2 separate regions of the Rattus norvegicus genome follow, and region 2 is linked to region 1. The links are chromatin contacts, called in public Hi-C maps. All regions are on one chromosome and are shown on one strand. Each heading gives the region's core, a stretch centred on a gene start, on an enhancer-like site or on the middle of the called end of the contact. The rest is flanking DNA. Distances are from core to core; before and after follow the strand shown.

The links. A called contact is a pair of places that touch in the nucleus more often than the background predicts.
Region 2: a Hi-C map of frontal cortex shows a contact between it and region 1, with 3 times the contacts expected there. The contact joins two enhancer-like sites. A contact is called at or near these places in 1 of 12 Hi-C or Micro-C datasets (frontal cortex) and 1 of 1 datasets of contacts at active chromatin or transcription factors (oligodendrocytes).

Annotation. Positions count from the first base shown.
Region 1 is chr12:50,545,731-50,551,883 of GRCr8, forward strand. No RefSeq gene overlaps it. Among named protein-coding and RNA genes, the nearest start is that of Mn1, 330 kb to the right of the region's middle. Within about 2 kb of position 1,716, at least 31 of the 93 cell types and tissues checked have an H3K27ac peak or open chromatin away from gene starts, as enhancers often do.
Region 2 is chr12:50,869,981-50,876,597 of GRCr8, forward strand. Mn1 (MN1 proto-oncogene, transcriptional regulator) reads right to left here. Exons shown (of 2, transcript NM_001191928.2): 1 at 6,220-6,617. Among named protein-coding and RNA genes, the nearest start is that of Mn1, 7.5 kb to the right of the region's middle. Within about 2 kb of position 1,326, at least 13 of the 93 cell types and tissues checked have an H3K27ac peak or open chromatin away from gene starts, as enhancers often do.

The DNA.
Region 1 (6,153 bases), core at 466-2,965:
TGGGCGTGTGAGGCCACTGTGTAGAGGGTTTGGAGCAGCAGCGACATCATGGGTACAGGGTAAACAGACACTGAACACTGCATGCTGCTGGGCTCCCCGAGCCTATGCTTCTAGTCCACAAAGCATTTGTTTGACTAGGCCATCTACCCCGTTCTATGCTGTTCCGTCTGGAGTCGTCTCCCTGCTATAGATCCAGCCTGAGTGGCTACACCAGGCTCTTGGGGTCAGACCAATTCTGGGCAAGGGTTGGTCATAGACTGTTAAGGGGAGCTGATAACAGAGAGTTCAACCTTGAAACAGGGATGGGGGGCAGCTTGCTCCCCGGTCTCCAGCCCCTTTGCAAAGGGAGGCTCTGCTGCTGCCCTAGCCCAGGACTCCTGGAGGTTACCTGGCTGAATAGAGAGAACCCTGTTGACTATTTCCTAAAGAAGGCTGGGCCCACCTGCCTGGTGGGAGCAGGTCAACAATTGCACAGTGGCTTCCAGGGTATTCCATGCAGTGCAGGAACCTCAGCATCTCCGGACAATGCGGGGGTTGGGGGGGGACAGCACGAGCAAGGGGTGCTGTGTGCAGTTAGAGGATCTCCAAGGTTGTCAGGCTGATGGGCAGTGCTGGCCTAACAGCTCCTCTTTGATGAGTGTGGTTATGGAATTTGCTTTACTAAACGGACCGTTAGTAGACATTGGGCAGACAAGACAGAAGTCAGAAATGCATGCCTGCATTTTCTGTCTGTGGTGCACTAGCCCTCCCTTCTTGCCTAGCCCTGCCATGAAACCTCAGGGCAGATCTGACTCAGACCTGAAAGCCTGCAGCCTGCAGCCTACAGCTAAGCCCCACCAGGGACTGCAGAACTTAGCACAAGACTGAGTGAGCTCCCTCAGACCCCCAAAGCCAAAAAGAACAGTAAGTGCTGTTGTGAGCTGAGGAGACCACTTGTTATACAGCAGTAACACTATAGAAGGTAGCTGATACAATGAATTGTTGTGGGTGGGGTCTTACTCCAGGCATAGTCCACAGTGCTAGATAAACAAGTCTCCCTAAGACTCTGTAACTGCCTTAGTTTTTGTAAAGAGAGTCACTCTACCACAAAATCATGTATTTTTAGAGTCTAACCCTTAGACCATGGCAGTCTATACTAAGATGTTGACTAACCATAACTGTGTTTAGCGTTAATAGCCTTCTTCAGATCACACCCACTCTCTCAGAGCCAGAGCCAAGGCCCCTCCTTCTCGAGTGGGGTCAAGTACCCTCCCAGGACCACACGCCCACCTCCACCATCGCTCCAGCCTGTTTCTCCTTGATGTTCGCCAGGAACCAGAGAGAAGTGTTGAATATGTTCTTGGCTACTTTTCCTTGCAACTCCCAGCGGCCCTGCTTACAAACTGAATCAGTTATCAGCTAGTTAGACTGCAGTCCCGGGAGGCGCCGCCCGCATACGGATGGGGCGCATGCATTATTCAGCGAGGAGCCGAGAGAAATGAGCAGCCGAGTCCAGAGCCAGAACAGCAGTGGCAGTAAGGGAATAATTAGCGGGCTGTCACTCCTCCTTGTCAGGGCTTCCTCCCTCAACACATGAGGGAAAATAAAAAAAAATAAATCTTTTTTTTTAAGAAGAAAAAAAAAAGTCAGGGTGGATCGTCTTGCTTATAAGGCAGCTGGTAGGCTAAAATGTGACACCAAAGAAGCCTGGAGCTGGGCTCTGGTTCCGTTCACAAAGCCACGGCCTGGAGACACTCCTCCCCACAACCCCCGCCCCCATTATCTTATCGACTCTCCTTCCTGCTTGGTGATTCCTGAGTGCAGCCCCGCCTTTCATTCAGATGTCCACGCGTTTCCATAGCACCAGAAGCGAATGTCTCCTTGAAAGGGGAGGGTGGTCCTGGGAGGGGACATTAGGACTTATAGCATGAGAGCCACCAGGCTCTGGGCTGCGGAGGAGGTTGGAGGTGACCTTCCAGAAGGAACGTGGGACGGGGGTGAGGAGCTGGGAGTCCAAAGCCAAGCTGGCTCCTTCAGGGGGCTGCGCAATTGGATTATTCATGAGTTTACGCACAGAAAGGAATCATTTCGCTGCGTGGCTTCCTCTTTCTCAAGGAAGCTATTTTTATTTATCTATTAATATCTTGCTGGAATTTTTCTGGGGGGGGTTGCAGTTGATGCACGCTGGTTTGTCATCTGAGGTGTGAGGGTCTCGGATATGGTAGGGGTCGGTGACCCATCCCTCAGCCCCCAGAAAAATAGCCAAGATCCAGTGAGAGGAGTGGTGGGAGGGGCCAGCATGGCTTTGTGTTTGATCTGTGTCTCAGCTCCTAGGAGACATGAGACTTTCTTGGCTTTCTGCCCTTCCGATGTTGTGGGACTCACCTCAGCGGGACAGGAGTTGCTTTGTATAAGAAGCGGCTGCAGGAACAGGCAGACACACTGAAAGAATAGCCCTGGAGATCCAGAGCAAGTCAAAGACCCAGAAGGTGCCAGGCTCAGCTCTAGGGTGGATCCCATTTGGTAAACATATCACCATCTTAAGAATTCCTCCAGTCTCTTAGTAAAGCTCACCCTACGATGGGAGGCTTTTGTCCTACAAAGTCAAAGTTAAAGGCAATGTTTTCATGAGCCCAGACTTAGAAAGACCATAACAGGTACACCACTGCTTCTTTACCTGATTCTGACAGACATTACTAATCCATGCTAGAGCACTCAATGGCCATATGACCATCTAAGCCTTAAGAGGCTGCTAACAGGAGAGAGGTGCTATTGGAAAAGAGTCTACAAGACCCTGTATTCATGAATACTGGAGGCAGCAAATTCTTAAGGGAGCAGGAAATGGCAACATTTGTGGAATCAAACTGTACTCTGAAATAGCCAAGCAGTTCTGCAAAGAGAGACTGTGAACCAAAGTAGAGATAGGCCTCATACAGGGCCGTTTGAGTCTGAGGCCTCAGCTATGCCATTTAAGACACACGTGTCAGGGTAGAGATTCAGTGGGAAGCAGCACAAAGAATCTAACAAGGTGCCCCACTCTGGATCCACCATCTTCCTACTCATTGGTTCCCTAGCTCAGTATCGAAGCCATATTGAGATCATGTGCTCAGGAACAGATTAGCAATGTCTGCTTGGGCACTGGATAAAGAAACACTGTTATGCTTGCTATGGTCCCTTATGCCTGGCAGACACCTGCCCAAGCCAATTGTGACCCCTGGGAATTGTCTCAAGCCCTTTAGGGACATTAAATACTCTTCAAACTTCTGCTGCTTCCTTTTTTTACTGTGACCCTTCCTTACTGCATTGGATCCTCAGAAGATTCAGTCACTATCTGTTCCCAGCAGCCAGCACAATGGTCAACATATCAATAGCAGCCCCCATAAACATTTGTTGGATGAAAAAATGATTTGCTTCGTAGAATGTCTGGCCCCTTTCTGGGCCTGATGTTGGGTAGTCAGCCCAAACTGACTCTTATTACATTTATTTATTTATTTATTTATTTATTTATTTATCTATCTATCTATCTATCTATCTATTTATTTATTTATTTATATGGCGGGGGGAGTCACATATGCCATGGAATTTCTAGGACTGAACTCAGGGATGAAACATGAATATTTAAACACCTCGGCTTCCCACATTATCCCTTCTGGGAGATCCTTTCTGTCTTCCCAGGCCTTCCTTACATGAAGAGACTCCCAAAATTGCCTTCAAAGAAATCCTGTGGTGCCCACCATCCTCCCTTTCTCCCTGTGTCTCCTAGCACTCTTTGTGGAGAACTTTAACCAGAGGGAAGTGAGTGTGCCAAGGGGCCTTGTGATACCATCACCAGGAAGGATAGGAGGCTGATAGCAGGTATATGGACAGCAGAGACATTGTAAAAATTGAATAGTCATCCCGGTGAGACAAACAGAGCCCAGGGATAGCCTACTTCTTGAGGAATATTGGCCTGCAGTCTCTACACATCCCACAGATGGTACTAGCCAAGCACTCCCTGTAGTACTGGGATTGGAGCCTTTACTAAATTTGAATTAAATGGGATGGTTGGTCCTGGTTGTCAGTCTGATGGAATTTAGCATCACCATGGAAACAGAACTCTAATCATTTCGGTGAAGGAATCCAGACTGGACTGGGGTGGGAAAACCTACCCCGATTGTGGGTGGCACATCCCGTGGGCTGCGTGCCCAGACTTGGTAAAGATGGGAACTCAGCGGAGCACCAGGCTCATCTCCCTCCGCTTCCCTACTGTGGATGCTGTGCAACCAGCTGCCTCACGCTCCTGTCATGCCTTCTCCTCAAATCATGAACCAAAACGAACCTTCTTAGACCTGTCTGTCAGGCATCTGTGGGTTTAATGGTGAATTGTCCACTGCAGGAGCAAGTCATAGTTGACACCCGGTGCACTGCAGAGAAAGAGCCACTGTGTGGTCCGATGTGGTATCTTTAGGAGTGACAAGGATGACCCTCAGAGTTTACATGTCTAGCATGGAGCTATGATGGACCACACTCCCACCTCTATGATAGACCACACCCTTCTACTGCTATGACGGACCACAGTCCCTACCTCTATGATGAACCACACTCCTTCCCACTGTGAACCAAGATAATAAAACCTCTCTCTTATGTTGCTTTTCTCAGATACTTTGTTGCATTGATGAGAAACCTTAGCACCTTACCTAATCTTACTGTTCAGGTAGCTTCCTAAGCCATTGTTCAAGGAGTAACATTTTCTTTGTCACCCATAAATGCACCAGCAGACCACAGCTGTCTACAAGATCTCAGATACCCAGGTCCAGATGAAGGGGCATGTGGCAGACATCACCTTGAGTGCTTGAGGTTCTGCAACCATCCATGCTGGTCAGTTACTGACAGACTGGATACCAGGGATGGTCAGGAAACCTGCAGCTGGCTGTGGAAGAAAAGTGAGACCAGAAGCCTCTGGGCCACCACCACTGAATGACCTTTGATGTGTAGACTCCAGGCTCAGTTACCTTGTCTATAAATGTGTACCAATAAACTCTTATCCTCTGGGAAAGTCCAGAGAACAACAAGTTCTAAAATCCCCTTTTCTTAGTCATCATTCTATTGCTATAAAGAAACATCATGACCAAGGCAATGCTTAGAAATCCTTTAATTCAGGGGCTTGCTTACAGTTTCATTGGTCTAGACCATTTTCATCAGGGTGGGAGCATGGTGGCATGCACGGCGCTGGAGGAGTTGCTGAGAGCTACATCCTGATCCACTGGCAGAGACAGAGAGATGCTAGACTTGGGCTTCTGAAACCTCCAAGCCCACCCCCAGTGACACACTTCCTCCAGCAGGGCCACATTTCTTAATCCTTATAATCCTTTCAAATAGCACCACTCCCTTGTGACTGCGCATTCAAATACATGAGCCTATGGAGGCCATTCTTTTTCAAACCACAACACCCCTCTCCAGCCTGACCCTGGTTAAAGGTGAACTTCTATAACCTGTCCCTCAATCCCAGGCACCAGGTACTGGGTCTCTTCTGTGGTTTCAGTTCTGGGGTGATGTGAAATCTGCTATAAATGGTGGAAGTCAGATCTCTAGCTCCTTCTTCTCTGGAAACAGACATTGCCACATCGGCCTTTCTAGTTCACCTCTCATGCAGGGATCCTGGGAAGTTTGTTTGAAATTTGAACCATGCCACAGGCAGGTCAGGTACAGGCAGAGCCAAGATGGCACTCCCCTTTCTCTCCCTGCTTTGGACCCATGGGTATCTGCTGCAGCTATGCCCGGGATGAATGGGCTGCAGACCAACAACAGCTTCCCGGAGGGTTCCAGAGCTGATATTGGCCTATTCTTTCTGGCACTGATACCATCAGCTGGCCTTGTACGGGGCCTTCCAGAAGCTCCAGGGTACCCCCCCCCCCTTTTGCCATTCCCAAATATGCAGCATCTGATCACTGACTTGTAGCCAAAGGGGCCCACAGTACTCTGAGCTGAGCCATGGGGCCGGTGAGAACAGCCTAAGAGTACTAGGAAGATGGGGACTGTCTATCTTCCTGAGCCAAGCCCTTACTTTCCGCTGCATGTGACACATAATAGAGAGCTTTTTCAGAAGCAACTGCCTTTGAATCTCCCCTTGGGAGCAAAGTGCAAAGCTCTGATTCCTGTGTGGAAATCACCTGCTTCCATGATGATTGACAGGAG
Region 2 (6,617 bases), core at 76-2,575, 320 kb after region 1:
TATAAATCGTGGAAAGATTCACAGGCAATTGCTATAAAGTTCTTTCTGATCTAGCTTCTCGAGGGAACGGGCATAACGCAGACCACCCAGCTTCTTCGGCCCTGAACACTGTGGCTAGGTCCAAGCCCCACTCTGGAGGTTGATGGGTCCAAGCTGAAATGACCAGAGAACTGCAAGACTTAGGTGGTGCCTCTTGGACCTGGGACCCCTGTAGGGCAAACACTATGGCAGACTTTCCACTGGCCTCCCAAACCTCAAGCCGGCTGATTAAAATACAGGCAAGAAAACAGAGCAGGCCTCAGCTCCCTCTGGTCACTATACCCTCAAAAAAAAAAAAAAAAGATGGCTTTCAAACCTGCTCCTCATACAAGAAAAGTAAACTCAACTCCCTACTTCTGGCCACATCCCTGTAGAGTCTGGGCCCTCAAGAGACCACACCCGCAGGACCTAGTTACCCTCACACCCAACAGAGCAACCGGTTGTCCCCAAACTGGACTGGCATGCAGTTGCCCCCACATGAGACTGGATATTGCATGCAGGCGCTCGGAAGACGGCAGGAGATGCCGGCCACCTTGGGCTGGCAACCCATCCTGACAGATGTGCCAGGATCCCAGCAGTTGCTTGAGCTTGGCGCCCCATTCTGGGCTTTGCAGTCCCCCAAACAGCTGGGCATTGGGGACGTGAAGGGCTGTGCCTTTGGACACAGAGGGTCCCTGAAGGCTGAGCCATGACTAATTTGAAATCCCGGCGTCATTTGGTGCCACATCATTGGCACCAAAGAACTACAATAAAAGAGTGGAATTTCCATAAACAGCCAGCAGTGTCCAGTGCCCACATTTGGGGGTGGGGGATCGCCGACCCAAAGGTTTCTCCCCTCACAGGAAACCCAGACCTGGCTGAACTTAGCTGGGAAGACATTGCCACACCACAGGGTCACACACAAAACCCAGCAAACAGTGGCTGTGCCTACTGCCGAGGTACTGCAGTCGGAAGCCACTGCAGGCCAGCGGCCCAAAAGGCCAGGGGCTTTGTCATTAGGACCTTCAACACAGACGGTTGGGCATTTATGTCCAGTCCATCCCGCTACGGAATCAGAACCTGTCTACGGCCTGTGAGACGTAGATTAGCTCACTTCTGGGACAGCAGACAAGAAAGCACAGATCTGAGGGTGAAAGGCACACTTAGCCACACGCATACATCTCTGTGTGGGGAGAAGCGGCCCAGGACTTTCCTTGGCTATTCATCCCAAGACCTGACAGAGGATTTGAATCCTGCTTGGGCTATGCTCTCTCCAGCAAGCCCCCAGACTATTTATTCTGGCCTCGGTGTATTTGAGGAGGCCAGGGAACTCCAAATGCCACTCCATCACACACCGAGGGATCTATCAACATGTCTGCCACAAGCAATCAAATCCCACACTCAAATCTATCTACCAAAGATACATCCTAACAAACCCTCCTTCACCAGACAGACCCTGTCTAAAGGTGAGGAAGCCAGGCTATGCCAGCTCCTCCTGGGCAAAGAACAAACAGAGAATTAGCCAAACAGGCTTGCTGGTTACAGGAAAACATGCTAGCTGAGGACCCTTGGGCAAGGGAGGAGTTGGCGGTCCCTCCTGTTGCCTGCCCGTCCCCACACATTCCCCAGACATTTGATCCCATTATACAAATCTGCAGGCTTTTCATCTCTAAAATTAGCCAAACAGAGGTAAATACAGTATTCCTGACTATTTCTCCTAAATGGTTTTGGCAAAGCAGATTGCTCCCTGGGCAAGGAATGCAATCCAATGTTATTGTCACTTGAGTGGAGAGAAACGGGCCACTAGTGATTTGCCGGATTCCACGGTGTTGAAGAGTCCCTGATCCCTTTCCACCCAGAGGAGATTTTCAGCCCTCTCATTCACCTGGCTCTGCTTATTAAAGACGCATATTTTATATCAGGAGAGCGGATCGGGTAAAATGTTGACGGGGGCAGCTGTATTCTCAGGACCTATTAAGATTCTTTGCAGAAATTTAAATACCTCTGTCAGGCAAACAAAATCATATCAGGAATCATAGAATTTCATTGCTAGAAAGAGAAATGAGATTAAGCCACCCACGCGCCTTTCCTAGAGCCCTCTCAATAAAACAGGAGCGCATTTCAACAGCCTCTCACTTCCGGTCTGAAGGGGCCTCGCCAGCAATCTAAATGAATTTATATGAGAGAAAGCCATCGTGAGGAATGCCTTTCGATCAGCCCAGGTTGTATGTAACTATAAGTAAATGGCGCCTGTTGGAACATGCTGGTACTTAAAATAAAAAATAAATAAATAAAAGTAAAAAAAATCAAGTTAAAAAAATATAACGGAAAAATGCAGGAGCAAGAGTCTATGGCAAGTCCAACTCTACTGAGCGTTGGCCCCTTAAAAAGCTGATGTCCTTTATTAATATTTAGTAGAAATGTATAATTGCAGATGTGTGCTACTTGGGGCTTTATGTTGGGAGGCGGGCAAGGAAGACAGGTTTATTACAGCCATGAAATATTAAACAAGCGTAGAAGAACAGTAGTTAAATGCCCTCTGCTAGCCAGGGAGTGGGCAGCCGGAGCACCGGCTGCACAAAGTGGGCCCCTATCAATTTACAGTACCCTTGATCAGCACCTGAGGAGCTTGGGGTCCATCTTCCTGAGGCACAGAGGTCGCATGAAGGCGTACAAACTGTTGGGTGATGCTTCCGAGGAAAGGCAATTTAGTGCCGGCTTACTTTCCCAGGGAAAGTCCGAATGAGACTTTGAAATTCTGTCTCTGGTGCAGGAGGGTTGGACAAGCAGTCCCACCAGCCAGGTCTGAGCCAGGGTTAAGTCTCCCGTCCTCAAGTCCACCCTACGTACAACGAAATACAGAGCTCCATTCCCGCCTGCCTAGTATTTCTCGGCCCTGCCTGTGTTCCTAGGGGAACACAGAGAAGCATGAAATTCCAAAATATGTCTCCGGGGTCTCTGTAAAAACACACAACTTCCAAAGGAGTGGGGGACAGGGCAAGGTTTGGGCGCAAAATGCACGCAGAGGCATCTCCAGCCTCACTGTGCGCAGGGTTTAATGTACGGAGCTGCCAGCAGAAAGAAGGAAGTTCGGTGGGAACAGACTCAGTTCGGAGCAAGGATAATTCCCGGCCTTGAAAATCATGTGGAGCAAGGGGAGGGGGGAAAACGGATTTTCCACGTCAATACCCACGGCCTATCTCCTATCAGTTTTCCTTCCTTAGAGTCTTGAAATCCCCCCCCCCAAATCTACAATATTCCACATAGGTAGAGGTCTGACTAACTATCTGAAACCCATGTTGACCTTGCTGACGTCACAGAGTCCCGAATCACCTCAACATCAGGTTGGCTCACTCTACCCTTTCACCTATTCCGACTCTGGGGAAGAAGCCTCGCGCACAGGCATAGAGTTTCCTTATGGAAAGTTATTTGTCCCATTGGCAGAGAAGTAAGGGCCGAGTCATCCAGAGATGCTCACTGGCTTTGTCACCGCATGACCTCCTGGTCTAGACTTTTAAAGAACCGCAGTGGAGCAGTCCGGTGTGTTCCCCTCCCAGGGACCATCTATATCCAGCCCAGAGAACTAGCAGGGCACCTCTCGGTATTTGTGATGTCTCTGCGACATCTCCAGCACGGATCGCTTTGTAAAACGAGCAGGGAATTTCAGAAACCGAGTTAATATTTAATCACATTAGTACTGGCATGTTTTACAGCGAGACAAAATAAAATATCATTATAGGAATGGCCTTTGCCTGGGAGAGTGGCGGAGAGAAGTGTTTTCTGAGCCGGAAGGTGGGGGCCCATTGGACCTCTGGGTATCCCCATTCCAGCTAATGGGGCTGCGGGACTTTTAAGAAACAGACCTTTTTTTTCCTTTCTTATACTATTTCCCCCCCCTCCCAACCCTGACTTATTTCAAAGTGGTTCTCCTCGCTGGTTTTCTGCTAGGGTTCTCAGAGGCTGATGGAAAGCCCTGTATGTTTATTTATGCAACCTGTACAGATGGAACTGAGGGGTGTTATCTTATTGTAATGAAAAGTTTAACCATTCTTGTTTACTACCAGTGAGGGAGACAGAGTCTGAGGGACTTTACTAAGCCCCAGCTTGCTGTCCAAGTAGCAGCATCCAAAAACCTCACTTCCAAGAGCTACCTAGGGCTCTATCCTTCCTACATCAGAACGGGAAACAAAGGAGACACAGGGGTGTCGTTGTCCCCCCCCCCCACCAAGTTTGGGAAGCAGCCAGCCCTTTAGGTACCAAGGAAGTCTCTGACTTCTCACACGGGAGGACTTTGCTCTGGTTTACATGGAGAATCAACCCAAAAGCTACTGGCACGTGCTTCCATAAACGTATGTTCTTGGGACACTGAAACGAGCTAAAAAAAAAAAAATGTCTATAAGGACATTTCAGAGCTTGCAGCCCGCACCTCTCTCCCTTTGAGAATGAGGCATGAAGCTACATTTAAAAAAAAAAAAATCTCATTAAAACCTCCAACACTTCTCCACCTACTAAAGACCTTCGAAAGAACTGGAAGGAGAAATACCAACTGGTTTTCTTTATTAATTCTCTAATTTTTGAAAACTTTTTCTCGCCCCATTTTGGCCAACGTGTTCTTAATTACTGGGGGTGGGGGGGTAGCAGGCTGGGCTAGGAGAAGTGTCAGGGCTGAGTTCTGTGCTAACTGACTATCGATTGTGCTAGATCGAGATGTTATATACAAGAAAATAAGGGGGTGGCGGTATACCCTGTCCAATTCCATTTTAAGAGCCAGAGGAGGTGGGGGAGCTGAGGGTCCCAAACTAACCAATTTCTGTCCTTGCCTGGAGCAGTCTGTGGAATGCTGATGTGGGGTTTGGTGTCTGCCGTGCATGCTAAACACACGGCTTCGAATGAGAGCAGGAGTCTGGGCATCCCAGGCTGGGCAGTAGGGAGGAACAAAGAGAAAAGCAGCCAGGCCACACTCAAGAACCAGAAACCAAAGGAAGACGACCCAGACAGAGTTCCAAATCACCCAAACTCCTGCCTCCCTTTTCCCTAAAAGGGACTATCCTATTTTCTTAAAACCTACCCTCCCAAGGATGTACTTAAGACACAGTAGACTGAAAACTGATGGAGCAGAAAACGGAAGAGGAGAGAAGTGAGCAAGGGTGTATTTTTTTTCAAAGACAGCGGGGCCACGGACACCACGGTATTATTCTGTCCAGCAGAACCTGAAGAAGCTAACTAGGATTTAGAAACAAAGTAAGGACAGGAGAAAGAAAAAAAAACAATGTTGCCAATTTTTAAAAAGCTACTAATTATGTTTTTTGTAAAGGAAAAAGAAAGCCCCCATTAAAATAAAAAAGCGTAAACTTAACTACAGCCTATTCATCTCTAGATTTAAAAGCTGTTCAACTGCCGTCCCTACCACCTTAAAGGCCTTCAGGCCTGGAGGGGAAGGGGTGTTCTGAATGCAAATGAGACATGGGACTGGACATCTGTCACCAACACCAAGTGAGATATTGACAAACGAAGGTCCTTTGTGCCTTAGGAATACATAGTCATAACCCCAAACACAAATGACGTCTTGAAGGAGTGCTGTGATTGCTGCCAGGAAGAACCCAGCCCAGCCTTGTCACCCACTGTCAAGCAGATACACCTGAGACTGTGGTGATTTGCCTAGAACCCTGCCAGGTCCTCAGGTGTTTCGCTTTTCCCTTGAAACTCTCCAACTTAAACGCCCAAAGAGCTATCCTCTGAAAACAAATATCCAATGAGGCCTGACCTCCGAAGTGACGCTGCCCACACCAGGGCGGGGACTTTGCAAAAGTATTACCACCTAAGCCAACTCCAGCGGAAGGCTAAGGAGGACGTGGGGTGGCAGCCCTGCGGCCTTCCAGGTGTCCTGCCAGAGAGGGGCCCCAAACACTTAAGCAGAAGAGTAGAATGCTGAGAGCAGCAAGGGTCTTAGTGTGAAATGGGAGGGGCCCAGCTTCTCCAAGGCCTGAACCCTGAAAAACTCAGAAAAATCGGGAGGCAGAATGCATTAACTATAGACAATTCTCCAAAGGGGAATCTAAGCTCTTGCCACCAGGAAAGACAAAATCTACCTGACAGCCCAATAGGGTGCAACCAGAGAGTGCCCGAGTCCGAGTGAAGATGAAGAAGGCCAGCCTAGGCTAGGGCTGGCACCAGAAAACATATACATACATATACATATACCTTCTTTGTTGTTGGGGTTCTGGGACTTGGCCTTCTCCCAGGGCGCCAGCGTCTTGTCATCGTCTCCACCATCCACCAGGGCCTTGTCAGGCGGCATGTACCAGGTAGTGCTGTGTTCTGCCATCAGGGAGTCCAGGTCGATGGTGCTCATGGCGCTCTTGACTGCTTCTGAGCAGCAGCTACCCAGCTCGCTGTCACCATTCTGTGCCCCAGAGGCCCCTACAGCACACTCGGTTTTTTTGCTACCCTTGAGCCCCAGGGGTTGGTCCTCCGAGATGCTAAATTGCTGTCTCTGCAGCTGGATCTGGGCTTGGAGGATCTCCAGGGGATGAATCTCGTCAGGAGGCGGCGCACCGCTGCTGCTCGTTGGGGTCCGGACCTGTTCCAGGCCTGGTGTG